Regions from separate parts of the Mus musculus genome. Here region 1 is linked to region 2. A link is a contact called in public HiChIP or PLAC-seq data. All regions are on one chromosome and are shown on one strand. Each heading gives the region's core, a stretch centred on a gene start, on an enhancer-like site or on the middle of the called end of the contact. The rest is flanking DNA. Distances are from core to core; before and after follow the strand shown. Region 1 overlaps Mcoln2 (mucolipin 2). Region 2 holds the start of Lpar3 (lysophosphatidic acid receptor 3).

Region 1 (6,339 bases), core at 1,991-4,490, 41 kb after region 2:
TCCAGTGTGACTTACAGACACGAGTTCCTGCTCTCAAGGGATTCTAGGCTTCACTGAAGAGACAAGCAGCCATTTAATACAATATGCTAAATTCAATGAGAGATATGCTGCTGACACTTGTCCCAGAGGCCTTCGCATGGGGATGACCTGGAGCGCAGCGGGACACACAGCGCAGGCTGGAGAGAAGTCTACGGCATAGGGACAGAGTCTGAACACACCCCGAGGCTGAGGCCTGGTGTGTGGAATGGCAGTATTAGAGCCAGGATGGAACCAGAGATAAATGATGGGGACCCTAGAGGCCATGATGAAGCGGAGGTCACTTCATCCTAAGTAGATCCTGGAAGGCAGAAAGGATGGTAACAGCAAGATGGGTAGTTTCAGGAAGACTGCCCAGCCACTGTACGGCTGGGTCTGCGGGATAGAAGGTCAGAATCACAAAGCTGCTGAGGGAGGCCAGGCCAGAGAGGGAGTCAGCCCGAGGGAAGCCAAAGGAAGCTGGAATAGAGACAGGGAGACCCTGTAGCTATGGTGAGGGCAGTTTTGTGAGAGTGATGTAGAACAGAGAAGAGAACAGTTGAGAGACTCAGCCTAGTCGTGAGAACAAACCAACCAACATATGCAACTGGTCAGACCATATAGGCACTTGAGAGCTGGGGATCTCTTGGCCATTGGGGCTCACAGCATCTGCGATGCCTCACACCTGCCACTGGCCCTTCAGGTGTTTAGGAGAAATGTCTGCTCTGTGTACCAGCCGCCTCCTTTGCAACTTACATAAGTAAATAGATACATCGAAAAATAAATGAATATAAAGCCCATTCCCTCAGTCTCCCCAAACTTAATTCCTGTTCAAATGATGCTACCTGCATTCCTGGAGGAAGGCCATAGGGTGTCACCTTCCACAGCGCACTCTTCCTGGAGAAGAACGTGAAGCAATGGGTGACAGAAAAGAGAAAACACAAGAAGCAGGCTAGTCCCCAGAAAGATTCCCCAGAAAGACTCCATGTCTTACAGGATGACCTGAGGTCATCCGGGACAATATAAGGTTCTAGATGTCACTGACCTTGGCTTTGATTTCCATCTTCAATATGGATCCAATTATTGTCATGAGGTCGCTGATAGTGACCAGGACGTACCATCCGTTGACGAATTCCCACTGGTCAGCGCCACACACGCGCTGTTTGTACTTCTCCAGGAAGAAGTTTAGAAATCTCTACGGCAAACATGTAAAAAAGACGTCTTACAAGTCACACTGACCTCCGGAGGCAGAAGACAAGAGCAAACAATTCCGAGCTGGCAGATCCACCTCACAGGGAGACGCGGTGCCACAGCCGAGTGGAGTTGTCTACTCCCGTGTAAGCAAGCATTTGAACATCTGCTAGATTAACCCAAACCCTGAGCACCTATGCTGTCCTTCCAAGAACACTAACACAGACTGTGTTCCAAATACTGCAAACTATGCCCTCATTTAAGCTGATTGATGGCAACCCCTTGAACTAGGATCCTCTTGTGGTCCAGATGAGGGTACTGTGTCCCCAATGCTGTCCCTGAACTTGGCAGAGAGGGACTTCAACCTTGGATACAGAATATCCAGAGGCCTGGAAGGCAGATATGAAGTAGATGTTTACAAAGTGAAAGCCAAGGGTCTGGAGAGATGTCTGCTTGAGAACACTGGCTGTTCTTCCAGAGGACCTGGGGTCAGCTCACAACTGTCTGTAGCTCCAGTTTCAGGAGATCTGCTGCCCTCTCCTGGCCTCTGGGGGCACCGCATGTACATGGTGTGCAGACACGCATGCATGCAAAACACTCAGACACACAAAATTAAAATATATAAATCTCAAAAAAAATAATAATTTAAAGTCAAAGTGGAAGTCGAGATCAAAGGAAATAGAACATGAGCCATTTCCTGCTCTGAAGTATTTCAGTGTCTTCCTGTTTCCCCTGACCCCAGTGGGACCCTAGATTCCCACCTCACGCCAGAATAACACACACAGTAAGCTGAAGTCAGTACACACTCCTGAGAAAACATACTTAAACAGCCAAAAAAAAAAAAAATTACAATGAAACTATTCAAGAAATCAAATCTAATTATTTGTGTTTCATTATAACCCATTTGCCTCCTCCTCAAAGTGAATTCTGACTTGAAGACAGAAAATGATGCAACCCACGCATGCTCTTAGGGTCATCCCTGAAATAAAATCTTCATTCTGGAAACCTCTAAACGCTTGAGAGATCACCACAAATACCTGTAGTTGTTAGCTCAACTTTAAGCCCAGGGAGTGGCACTATTAGAGGGTATAGCCCTGATGGAGTAGGTGTGTCCAGGTTGGAGTAGGTGTGTCCAGGTTGGAGTAGGTGTGGCCATGTTGGAGTGGGTGTGGCCATGTTGGAGTGGGCGTGGCCATGTTGGAATAGGTGTGGCCCTGTTGGATTAGGTGTGGCCCTGTGAGTGTGGGCTTTAAGACCCTAGGATAAGGATCCTAGCTGCCTGGAAGTCAGTATTCTGCTAGCAGCCTTAAGATGAAGATGTAGAACACTTGGCTCCTCCTGTACCATGCCTGCCTGGATGCTGCCATTTTATTCCCTTGATTTAGACAAATGCAGGCTGTTGGCTGAGTGGAGGGAGACAGGGGAGTTTCTCTCTTACCTTCCTCAGCCTCAGAGCAAGAACAATGGATCTCGTGCACAGGATAAGGGATGCCAGGCAGATCATAATGACGAACACATCAAACACCAGGAGGTAGTGAGTGCTTCTCTGAGCTGCAGAGCAAGGCAGAGTACAAATGGGAAGTACGCCTCGCACACATTGTGGAGAGTAGTCTTTTCAGCAAATGGTAGTCTGAAGGGAAATTCAAGGGAAAGACCCCTTTCTCTTGTTAAAGCGGCAACCATCAGAAGCAACAGCATACCGCACTCCACAGACAAGCCAACACACCCTGGAGGGAAGGGCCGTGCACTTACAAACGTAGGCGGTGTTAATCAACGCACTTAAGCTCTTTATAAATATTTACTGCAGAACAGAATCCAACAGAATGCAATCCCGTTGGGCTCCATTCAGAAGAGGCCACCATGGCCTGCGTTGCTTCACACAGCAACACAGACAATGAGTTCCCCTTATCAATTAAGAGAGCAAAGTTAAATGCCACACTGAGAGGTCCCACTTGTGCTCCTCTGTTTCAAGGTACACCGTCCTGCCAGAAGCCAGTCTGAGATGCCTTTCCTGTGTGTCAACACCAAGAAAGGAACTCAGGGACTGAGGAGTGAGTGAGTGAGTGAGCGAGCGAGCGAATGAGTGTTTGGAACGTACAGTGCGGGGGTGGGGGTTGCGGGGGGGACGGGACAAGAGAGGCTGATCTGTAAGTGTAGCTGCTCTTAGACTACATGGCCCCACATTGTGGCTGCTGCTCTCCCCGGCCTCACTATGACTGGATCGGTCTCCCTTGTCTCTGTTCCTGCCTAGGGGACCATCCACAAGCCACACACACTTGCATTTGGCCAGAGCCGTACTTCACACACACCTGCTCACATGATTTGTTTTAGGGGTCAAGTTTCAGATTTTTCTTTTTATTGATTAATTCTGCTGCTTGACAGCTTGATATGTTTATATAACGTACTCTAACCTCATGCCCTGTCCTCTCATCTCTCTCTCTCTTTCTTATCAATACCTAGTCCCCCCCCCACTCAGATTCGTGATCTGGTTTGTGACCCATCTGTGTGACCGTTGGCCAGAACATTGTGTCGGAGCCCGGAGGGTTGGAGCCTGGTGGGGTCACGAACGGGAAGCCACCAGAACGCAGTGGTTTCTGCCTCACTGAATCTGTGTTGCGTACAGCTCCTCAGTGTGCCGTAGGTCCCCTGAGCCCCTCCTCCACTCTTGTCTGACTGTCGACCCGCCTGGTCTTATGCATTCCCAGGGAAGGCCTTTGACTCGAAACTGCTGAGTCTGAGGACGAAATGTGTTTGAAATGGCTGTGGCTTGCCTAGAAGACATCATCTCACAGCCTCCCTCTTTTCCCCTCCACCACCTTCTCCCCCGACTCCTCCTCTCTCTGCTTCTTGGTTGTAGGTTAAGGTGTGAGCCCTCAGCTTAGGTCTCCATGTCTATGGTCTGCTGCCACGTCTACCTGTCATGATGGACTTTCATCCTGTAAGCCCCAATAAATTCTTCCTTCTCTAGGTCACCTTGGTCATGGTGTTTTATCTCAGCAACAACAAAAAAGTAACGAACACAGCAACCTATGCTGAATGTGAAGTAGTGGGAATTCTCCTGCCTCAGCTTCCCAAGTGTTGGGAACATCCAGCAGCCATAGATTGCTTACCCCACTGAAGCCATATTGCATTTCAGAAAGCTCTTCCAAATCTGAGTTTGGAAAACACTGGTTCAGAAATATGTCCTGCCACTCTGAGTAATGGCACACCCCACTCACTCCACCCTCCCAGATACCTGATGTGCACAGACGCTCTCCCACCATCTGCCTAAGGAACTCTGACTCGGGCTATCCAAGCTTACTAACTGTCAGCTCTGCAATAAATATATACCATTACATCTCCATCAGAGGGAGCCCTGCCCACCCCATTCTTCTAAAGCCTCGTGTGGCTGGCTATAAACTATAGTATATAAAATATAAGTTCTGGAGAGCAGAAGCGCACTCAGAGAAGGCTCCTTGGGAAGCAGATGTCTGTGAACGTGGACATTACCGGTTTTTGCTTTGAGGAGATGTGGATAATTGTAGATAACGCCAAGAGGAAGCAAGCAGCAGCTGGGAAGCTGGGTGAGAAGAGAGCATCAGAATACTTGGACAACAGCGGCCAGTGCCCACCAGGTGGCGCCTCTGGCCTCTCTTAGGCAGAGCTTCTCAGTCCACGGCTTCAAATGGAAGAGGCAGCACAACCCATCTTCTAAACTGGTTTCTAAACCTCATATTTTTAATGATTTTTAAAACCCCTTGATTTATTTTAAATTCATGTCTTCCTAGTGATAAGGTCGAGTTTCTAAGACATGGCCGTAAGAATCACATTTTAGGTCTGCTTCTCTCTGTTGGCCACAGGGGGGAGCAAGAGCTCTTCCGTTCTGGCATGCGTGGTGAGAGGATCATTGGGGAGCCATGAGGCACACGTCCAGTCTCACAGTGACTATTGCAAATCACAGTTTATATATGGCAAAGGTTACGTTCCCCCACACCACCAAGACATAGCTTCAGCCTTTACTTGGACCTGAGGACTGCCTTGATGGTGCTGGTCTTTGAGTATCTGCTGCGAAATAGAAAATCCATTTTATCAGGAACCCAATCTGTGTGCTTCCTTTAGAGGAATGACTGAAACCAAAGCTAGAAAAAAAAAGAGAAAACTTCGAAATCATCAGCCGTTGTACAGCTGAAAAGGAATGAGTCACCTGTTGGAATAAAAAACCACGTGACTCATATTTGTCTTTCTGGTCATCTGGCCCAAGTGAGTTCGTGTAAACGGAGCTTGCCAGTTCACCACACTCAGAGACATCGCCCTGACCACTAATAATCAAAGCAGGATGCACATATCTTACACTCCTCTTTTGAGACAGGAACACCCTCCCCCACAAAGTGGTTTAGGCTGGTCTTGAAGTCAAAATCTCCCAGTTTCTTCCTGCATAGCTGAGATTACAGTACATGATGTCATCGCTAGCTCAACAAGGCTATTTAAGCATGTGGACCATCGGGTGACGGAGGAGATGTCCCCGTGTTTATTCAAGATGCACCCTGAGGTCTCCACTCTTCTCCTTTGTCCAAGGCTTGGATCAGAACATACCTCCTCCGAGAATTCAGGATTCCCACTGAGCTCGGTCAAAATGATCATTTCCCTTCCTACTCAGACCTTCCATACTTCCCTGGCTATGGCTACCCATAGCACCCCAAGGATCTGGTCACATAGATGTCCCTCCCTAAGGCCTCTCCTCGCTGATGAGTTGCGGAGCAACTCTGATGACTTCTGCTCCCAGCATTCGGCACCAACCCCCTCAATAAGTACAGCCATTGCTCTTGCTTTGTAGAGAAAACTGCTAAGACAGAGAGGCCAAGCAATAGGTCCAAGCCTCCAGCCGTGGCTCACAGAACCAGAATGCAAACCCAGGCCATCTTGCTGCAAAGGCGAACTGCGTAAACCACTGACTCAAGAAACAATAAACACTTGCTGACTTGGACCACTCGCTCAGGACTAGCGTTTGAACTGTTTTTCTGAAACGTTTTCCCCACCACCTTCCATACGAATCACGTGGGTTCCCTAAGCCCCCCAAACCTCCTCTAACCCACAGACAACAGGCTGAACGGTACACTTACTAGACCCAGATATGTTCATGTTTTTACACTCTTC
Region 2 (6,662 bases), core at 3,282-5,781:
AGGAAGAGCCCATGAACAGAGTCAAGAATCCTTCCCAATAAACAGTAATAAACTCAGAAATGAAAACAGGCTGGCTTAAGGTGGGACAACCCAGTAGACACAAAATAAAATGGTGATCAAGGTCACAAGCCCAGAGATGAGACAGGATGGCTGCACGCACCCTCTGTTGTAAGAGTCTGAGAATGGAGTTTTGTTCTGCAACACTTTCACTAGCTGTCAAGACTTGAGTCTTGAAGCGAAGCCAAGGGATTGCCTTAAAGTTTTACTCATAAAGCACTTTCACTTCTTTTACTAAGACTACACATTTGCTTGGAAGGCCTTTGGGCAACCCGGCATGCTTCTTCAAGACTATATGACATCCATATTCCATTTCCCTGCCACTGGCCAAGACATCCCTTTATAACGCCACAAGTCAGCAAATGGCTGAGTCAAAGCCAGGGCTAGAAGAACCCAGCCTAGCGTCTCAGGAACAATAGGGACATAAGACTGTCAGATGAGCAAACAGAGAACCCGCCTCACAATCTCAGGGAAGAATAAGGCTGGCTGTTCTGGTGGGTAGCATACAGCCTGTCATGTCTGATGAGGGGAGATAAGACCTGTGAGAATGGGACAGAGGGTAGGTAAACAGGACAAGTTAGGGGGCAGGAGTTACACAGCCAAACCAGAACAGGGAATAAAGAAGGAAGAGGACCGTGATGAGGAGGTGGCTACAACCCAGGATGTAGGAACCTTTCCCTTAGGCAAAACTACTCTCATGACTCCTGGTTCTGTGGAGTCTTTCTGACTGAAAGACATAAATCGCCAAGGACCAGGCTCTGGTCCTGCTATCACTTTGCAGAGTGAGCCTTAAAAACTCAAGGCATCAGGGGCCCGTTTTCATGTCTACCCTCTCTAAACGTCTGTTCCCATTCTCTTCCTGGCCTTAAGAGGGTAGCTATCTCCTGGGGTTCATCTACAATGAACTGAGAGGAAAGGTGAGGTGAACCGTGGTCCTTCACTTTAAAGAGTCTTGGAACTTTGCCCTGTGCCTCCTCTTGCATGTGGTTAGGTAATCTCGGTTCAGCAATTAACTTCCTATTCAGGGCAGTTTCTTAAGCTCTGCTTACAATTCCCAACCTGAAGTCTAATGTGACCTCAAAGAACAGAAGAGAGGCCAGGGGAGAGAGGGCAATGATGTCCACTTGGTCCTGAAGACACCCACAGGAATATTGTGATACTCACGTATCCAGCGGCTGAGTGAGTCGGCCTGGGATGGTCCACATCTGGATGCCGTGCCTCTTTAATTCCCTAGTACAAGGTCCCTCCCCAAGTACAAGAAGACATAACAGGACCTAACACTAACTCACGAAGGTAAATGGACAAGGAATTATAACCACCACCATATAAATTATCAAGCCATCTTAAAAAAATGACAAGTCATACATTTAAAATCATAGATCCCACAGAGACGATGGGGCTTCCATAAAAACCCAGAGCTCTCCTATTCCAGACACCTCTGGCCCATCTCGTACAAAGCACATGCTGTAGACCAGAGGTTCTCAGCCTTCCTAGTGCTGCAACCCTTTAATAGAGTTCCTCACATTGGGGCGACCCCCCAATCATAAAGTTATTTTCATTGCTACCTTATAACTGTGATCTTGCTACTGTTATAAATTGCAATGTAAATATCTGATATGCAGATGGTCTCAGGTGACCCCTGTAAAAGGCTCGTTCAACCATCCAACAGGATTGTGACACACAGCTTGAGAACTGCATTGTTAGGTGGCTATGGAGATAATCCCCCATCTTCACTACCTCCTCTCACCCAAGAGAAGTAAGGATGATACATCATCAGGACGGAGAAGGCTTGGTGCTTATAGAGAGCACTAGCCAGATAGGAGCAGGCCTGTTGTAGGTTAGAGATGAAATGTCTCCCATAAGTACTGGGGCTGTGGGGGACAAGGCTTCACTGGAGGAAGTGGGTTTCTGAGGGAGGACCCTTGAGGTTTATCGTCGTGTTTCTTGCCCCTTCTCTGTGTCCCGATTCCCCAGTGTGAGCAAGCAGATCTGTTCCTGATCCTATCACCATACTGGGCTATGATCTCAAATCGTAAGACAACATAAATCTCCCTGCATAACTTCCTGTCTAGCCTGTGGTCCCAGCAGTGAAGAAAAAGGGAAATAATCCAAGGTTCTTGTCCAGGAAGGCAGGCAAGCATGAGGAAAGTGTGTATGCTTAAGTCACCTGTGGATTGGACTCTCTGCAGACTCTAACTCGAACAATGGACAAGCATGGCTGGGTTCATGTGAATGTCAGCTCCTTAATGTTTAGAAGGGGGAAAGGGCACCCGCCATTTTGGTACTCTCTGTATGTGAAGGACCCTCGGGTCTTCTCTTTTAATCTTGGGAGTTGAGTGTAATCTTCAGTTTTACAGATGAGCAAATTAAGGCTTAGGGAAGTAAAACAACGAGCCTTGGAGCACAAAGCCAGGCTGGCTGGAAAGCCTTGGTCTCCCCCGTATGCCACATTAGTAACGGCGTGAGCCTCATCTGAGCCATTTAGAAGCTTAACCCCTTTGCTGGGCATCATCACAAGCCAGGAAGCATCTGAACGAATGTAGATGCCGAGCCGAGTGGCTAACGCGTCATCTGCGTTATATCAAGTCACACGCAAGTTCTAACGATGATTTTACCCCTTGTCCCGGCCCAGAGGACGACTTAGGTATGATGGATGCTGATCCATAGGAGGAAGATGGAGAGCTTAGGGAAGCAGCCAGCCACCCTTAGGCATGAGTGTTGGACTTTCAGAGACAGACAGACAGACAGACAGACAGACAGACAGAAATTAACACTGCGACATCCCCAGTTCAGATGAAGTTACCTGAAAAAAAATCATCTCATATTTAATGTTCTCATGAATGAGAATCATGTAAATAAGCTTTTATTGAACATCTTAAAGAACAGCCAGACCGAATTAGAACTGGTCTGATACAAAGACTTGCACTTGCTGAATGCATTCAGCAAGATATAGAAGAGTGGTATCTGTCTCTAAATCAAAGAGAAGAATCAAGGTTTTGAATAATGCTAAAGAATAAAAAGTATAATAGGAAAAGACCTCCTAAGCGGTCTATTTCACTAGCTGTGTGGTCGTGACAAGCGGTGTAAGTTTTGTCCCATGGTTAGATGTCCGGGGTCACAGGTTCTCAAGGTATAGATCCCACCTAACAGGCAGTATTTGTTGGTTAGAGGTTTTTAGAATGGCTCAGTTTGCTTAAACAAACAGTATCGAGGCTGTTCTGATGGAGTTCCTTCTGGTGGGAGCAAGAAGGGAAATTCTAATCACTTGTCCACTGGATTCAAATCTTTGGACCCAAACCTCACTAGCAGCAGGATAAGCAAATATCGGTAGACAGCAAACCCAAGAACTCTCTTTAGCAATTCAATCGAGGGGCATTAAGTGAAGGCTGGGCATGCACTCAACTTTCACACACTTGCAAAAAGGAGTCTGTCTAGGTCTAACATTCACTTTGTCCTCAGACTTACAAATTACAAGAAGGAGCCCTGAAGAGCCTAATGTGACATTCCAAGACCAAGAGTTGGGCAGGAGAAAAGTGTGCAATGGCAGGGGCAAATTATGAAACATTTAGGGAAAATCATCCCATTTACAAATTAACCTCTAAGTGCTTTGGAGGGCCCTGCCCATGATCCCATTAATAAAACTAAATTGTTTCCAAGATTCAGCCAGTCCTTAAATCACAAGCCTGAGAAAATTCTAAGCAGCTTCTGATAGCTGCAACTTGCACAGAGAAGGCAATGAAGAAACTGCTACAAAACAAAGCACTATTGTGGCCCGTGATGTGGGAGATGGGAGACCTTTGGCTCATCCCGCACAACCCTGATAGCGTTCAGAGCTGGTCATGGTAACTATTTCCCAAATCTTGAGACGCACGCACTCGCCTCGAGATTTTACCAACAGACAGACCACCACACCGGTGAAACTAACTGCAAGGTGGGAAATGTCACCTCCCAGGGATCCCGGGGAGAACCCGTTTCCCATCACCATATAACTTCCCAGAGTTTGGAAAGAAGCGCCCCTGCAAAGCGCGTCGCGATGGAGCCTGGCACCCCTGCTCCCGGCCCGTCAGTCCCCAGCCGAAGCCGAAGCAGCCCGGCTTTTGCATCTGCATTGCTTTTTGCTCTAGGGAAAACACGAAGTGGGAAAGCGCAGGGTACGCCACACACCGCGAGGAAAGTTCCGCCCCAGGAGTTTGGAGAAATGGATTAGAAACCAAAGAATCCCCCCAAAAAGCCCCGGCCCGCAGAGGCTCCGGGAACCTCCCATCCCGCGCTGCGCACCGCACTCACCGCTGTCGCTCGCCCGCGCCGCCGAGCCCGGGAGCCGAGCGTCCCGCCGCTGTCGCATGCCCTCGGGGGAGCGCGACGGGGCGAGCAGGCTCCGGCCAGCCAGCAGCGGAAGACGCGGAGCAGGCAGAGCCAAGCGCCTGCTCTCCAGCGTCCGCGGCGACGCGCCGGGAGTCCCGGGCAACTTTGCTAGGACGAGGGGGTGGAGAGGTGGAGGGCGGCCCGGTCCCGCCCGCCAGCCCGCCCGGCCTGTGCCTCTGCAAGTTCCCACGGGAGCGCGCCCCCCGCCGGCCAGGCTCGGATCGGCACGGCAGAAGGCCAGCGGTCCATGGAGGCGCTCTGCCTTGGTTGGGGACCTGGTGCCTATGGGGCAGCCAGCTCTGAGAGACTACCTAAGGTCCCCTAAGGGGACAGTAGCATCTAGAGGCCCTACACAGGGAGCCATACCTCAGAAAGATGCCCAGACTGAAACTCATTCCTCTGACTCTCTCTATGATGGAAGATACCTATTTGAGGTGTCTGCTGGGAAGCATATCCCTACCCCCACACTACTTACGGGAGGCAGGCTCTCAGCCAGGACCAAACCTGATACCCTAAAGCCTGAACCCCAAAGCTGCTCTAGAGTTCAAGCAACCCCAGAGGCCAAGAACAGGTCACCTTTGTGTTACAAGAGGGAACAAAGCCTGCTTAAGTTTCTCGTGGGAGTCATTTTGGCCTCCCGCAGTCAACAGTCCTGAAGGTGCTGTTTCAAAACTGACCCACCTTTGCTTAAGGCCGGGGAAAGGAAAGCAAGAGTAAAAGGCTTCTCTGCCCTAAAAACCAAATTCTGGGTCCCTGCATGCTAGAAGGTAAGCTGAGGACAAGATCCTGTGAAGTGAAGTCATTCTTAGGCAGCCCGGGGCACTTGGGAAACGTCTAGAGTGTGGGTTCGGACGTACTTCACCATCCGTTCAATCATGTGCATTCAATGGGACCCATCTCTGTACCACCGATGGCTTAGTTGGTCAAGTGCATAAGCTCAGATTGAATTTGATCCTCAGTCGAGTCATCTTGCCTCACCCACCCACAAGCCCTGTGCTGGAAAGGTGGAAACAGGACGATCCTTGGGTTTTGCTGGTCAGCCTGTCTAGCCCACGGATGAGCTCCAAGCTCTGCTAGAAACCAGGTGTTAAGAAATTGAGGAAGACACCGGAAGTTAACTTCTGGGTTCCGCGCGCGCGCGCGCGCACACACACACACACACACACACAAGCACACACACATGCACGCAGACTCTTAAGATGAAATTTAAGGATTATCTTCTTTCAACCCTTGTTGGGTCAGGGGTGTCCCACTTCTTTTCCAGATATTTTTATAAGTAAAACCAAATTAAAATTAGTACCACTTAGTAAAAACAAATGAAAACCAGTACTTCAAACGGCAAGCTCGAAGATGACTACTGGCTGGAGAGTCACTCAGAACCTTTTAAACAAACACTCACCAAACAGCCTCCTTGTGCTCTTATATTTCTGGGAAAGCAAGGAGTCACAGCCTTGTTTCGCAAAGGTAGAGGGGGTTTCAGACTGCAGCCTTGAAGGAGCTGTGCCCCTGCTGCACCCCACGTGTCTTGGTGTTGTAATGTGAGTGCTACAAGAAGTTAAAAAGTAAACAAACGAACAAATAAACAAGAATAAAGGAGTCGCAAGCCAGGATCCAAGGATGAGTTTCATGCCTGGTTTGTGGAAAGAGAGAGGCCCGTGCTCCTCTCTCCACTCTTGGACCTGCAACCATACAGACAAGAATTCACACGCCCTTCCCTTTGGGAACAATCTTAACTGAGGTTATGTTGAAATTCGCCGCCCTGGACTAATTAGCAATGAGGCTGCCTCCAGAAGCTAGCAGATGTGTGAAAAAATGGGAGTGCATCAAGGGAGAGATGTAAGTGGTACCGTCCACGTGGCGGGAGGGGGGCATGAAGCCTGCACCTGAGAGAGGAAATCTTGGCAAGGATAGCAAATGGGAGGGAGAAGGGATCTGGTTTCTTTAAGACTGTAGTAGTCCCTGGGCATCAATCATGCCCATTACAAGGCCACAAGCCCGAGAACGTGTGGGGAGCACAAACGGGACTTGGGTGATGTAAAAAGAACAAAAATGAAGACACGAAGTTGGATGGGTAGGGAGAAGAGCGTGGATCTGGGAGGGGTTAGGGAGAGGAGTAACTATGATCACAACATATCATACAAAGATCTCAAGGAAGTAACTTCTCTAGAGAGAATAGTCTACTCACAGATCCTGTTGAATACAAAGATACTTAGGAGAGTTCATCACCTAAAAGCAACATT

What was found. HiChIP or PLAC-seq counts read pairs in DNA pulled down with a chosen protein or histone mark.
Region 1: an H3K27ac HiChIP or PLAC-seq map of extraembryonic endoderm stem cells shows a contact between it and region 2, with 2.7 times the contacts expected there. The contact joins the enhancer-like site here to the promoter of Lpar3 in region 2. A contact is called at or near these places in 3 of 39 promoter capture datasets (the 3T3-L1 cell line, stem cell-derived epiblast-like cells and trophoblast stem cells), 1 of 15 datasets of contacts at CTCF or cohesin (the NIH/3T3 cell line), 6 of 484 Hi-C or Micro-C datasets (the HL-1 cell line, Sertoli cells, extraembryonic endoderm stem cells and 3 more), 7 of 115 datasets of contacts at active chromatin or transcription factors (bone marrow-derived dendritic cells, embryonic stem cells, extraembryonic endoderm stem cells and 3 more) and 4 of 9 other capture datasets (adipose tissue, embryonic stem cells, liver and 1 more).

The regions. Positions count from the first base shown.
Region 1 is chr3:146,176,577-146,182,915 of GRCm38.p6, reverse strand. Mcoln2 (mucolipin 2) reads right to left here. Exons shown (of 14, transcript NM_026656.5): 7 at 6,306-6,339; 8 at 2,645-2,757; 9 at 1,061-1,210. Among named protein-coding and RNA genes, the nearest start is that of Mcoln2, 30 kb to the right of the region's middle. Within about 2 kb of position 3,240, at least 72 of the 459 cell types and tissues checked have an H3K27ac peak or open chromatin away from gene starts, as enhancers often do. A contact at or near this core is called in the HL-1 cell line, extraembryonic endoderm stem cells, pancreatic cancer cells and 1 more, where this site is marked.
Region 2 is chr3:146,218,830-146,225,491 of GRCm38.p6, reverse strand. It overlaps Lpar3 (lysophosphatidic acid receptor 3), which reads right to left and starts at 4,531. Exons shown (of 3, transcript NM_022983.4): 1 at 4,345-4,531.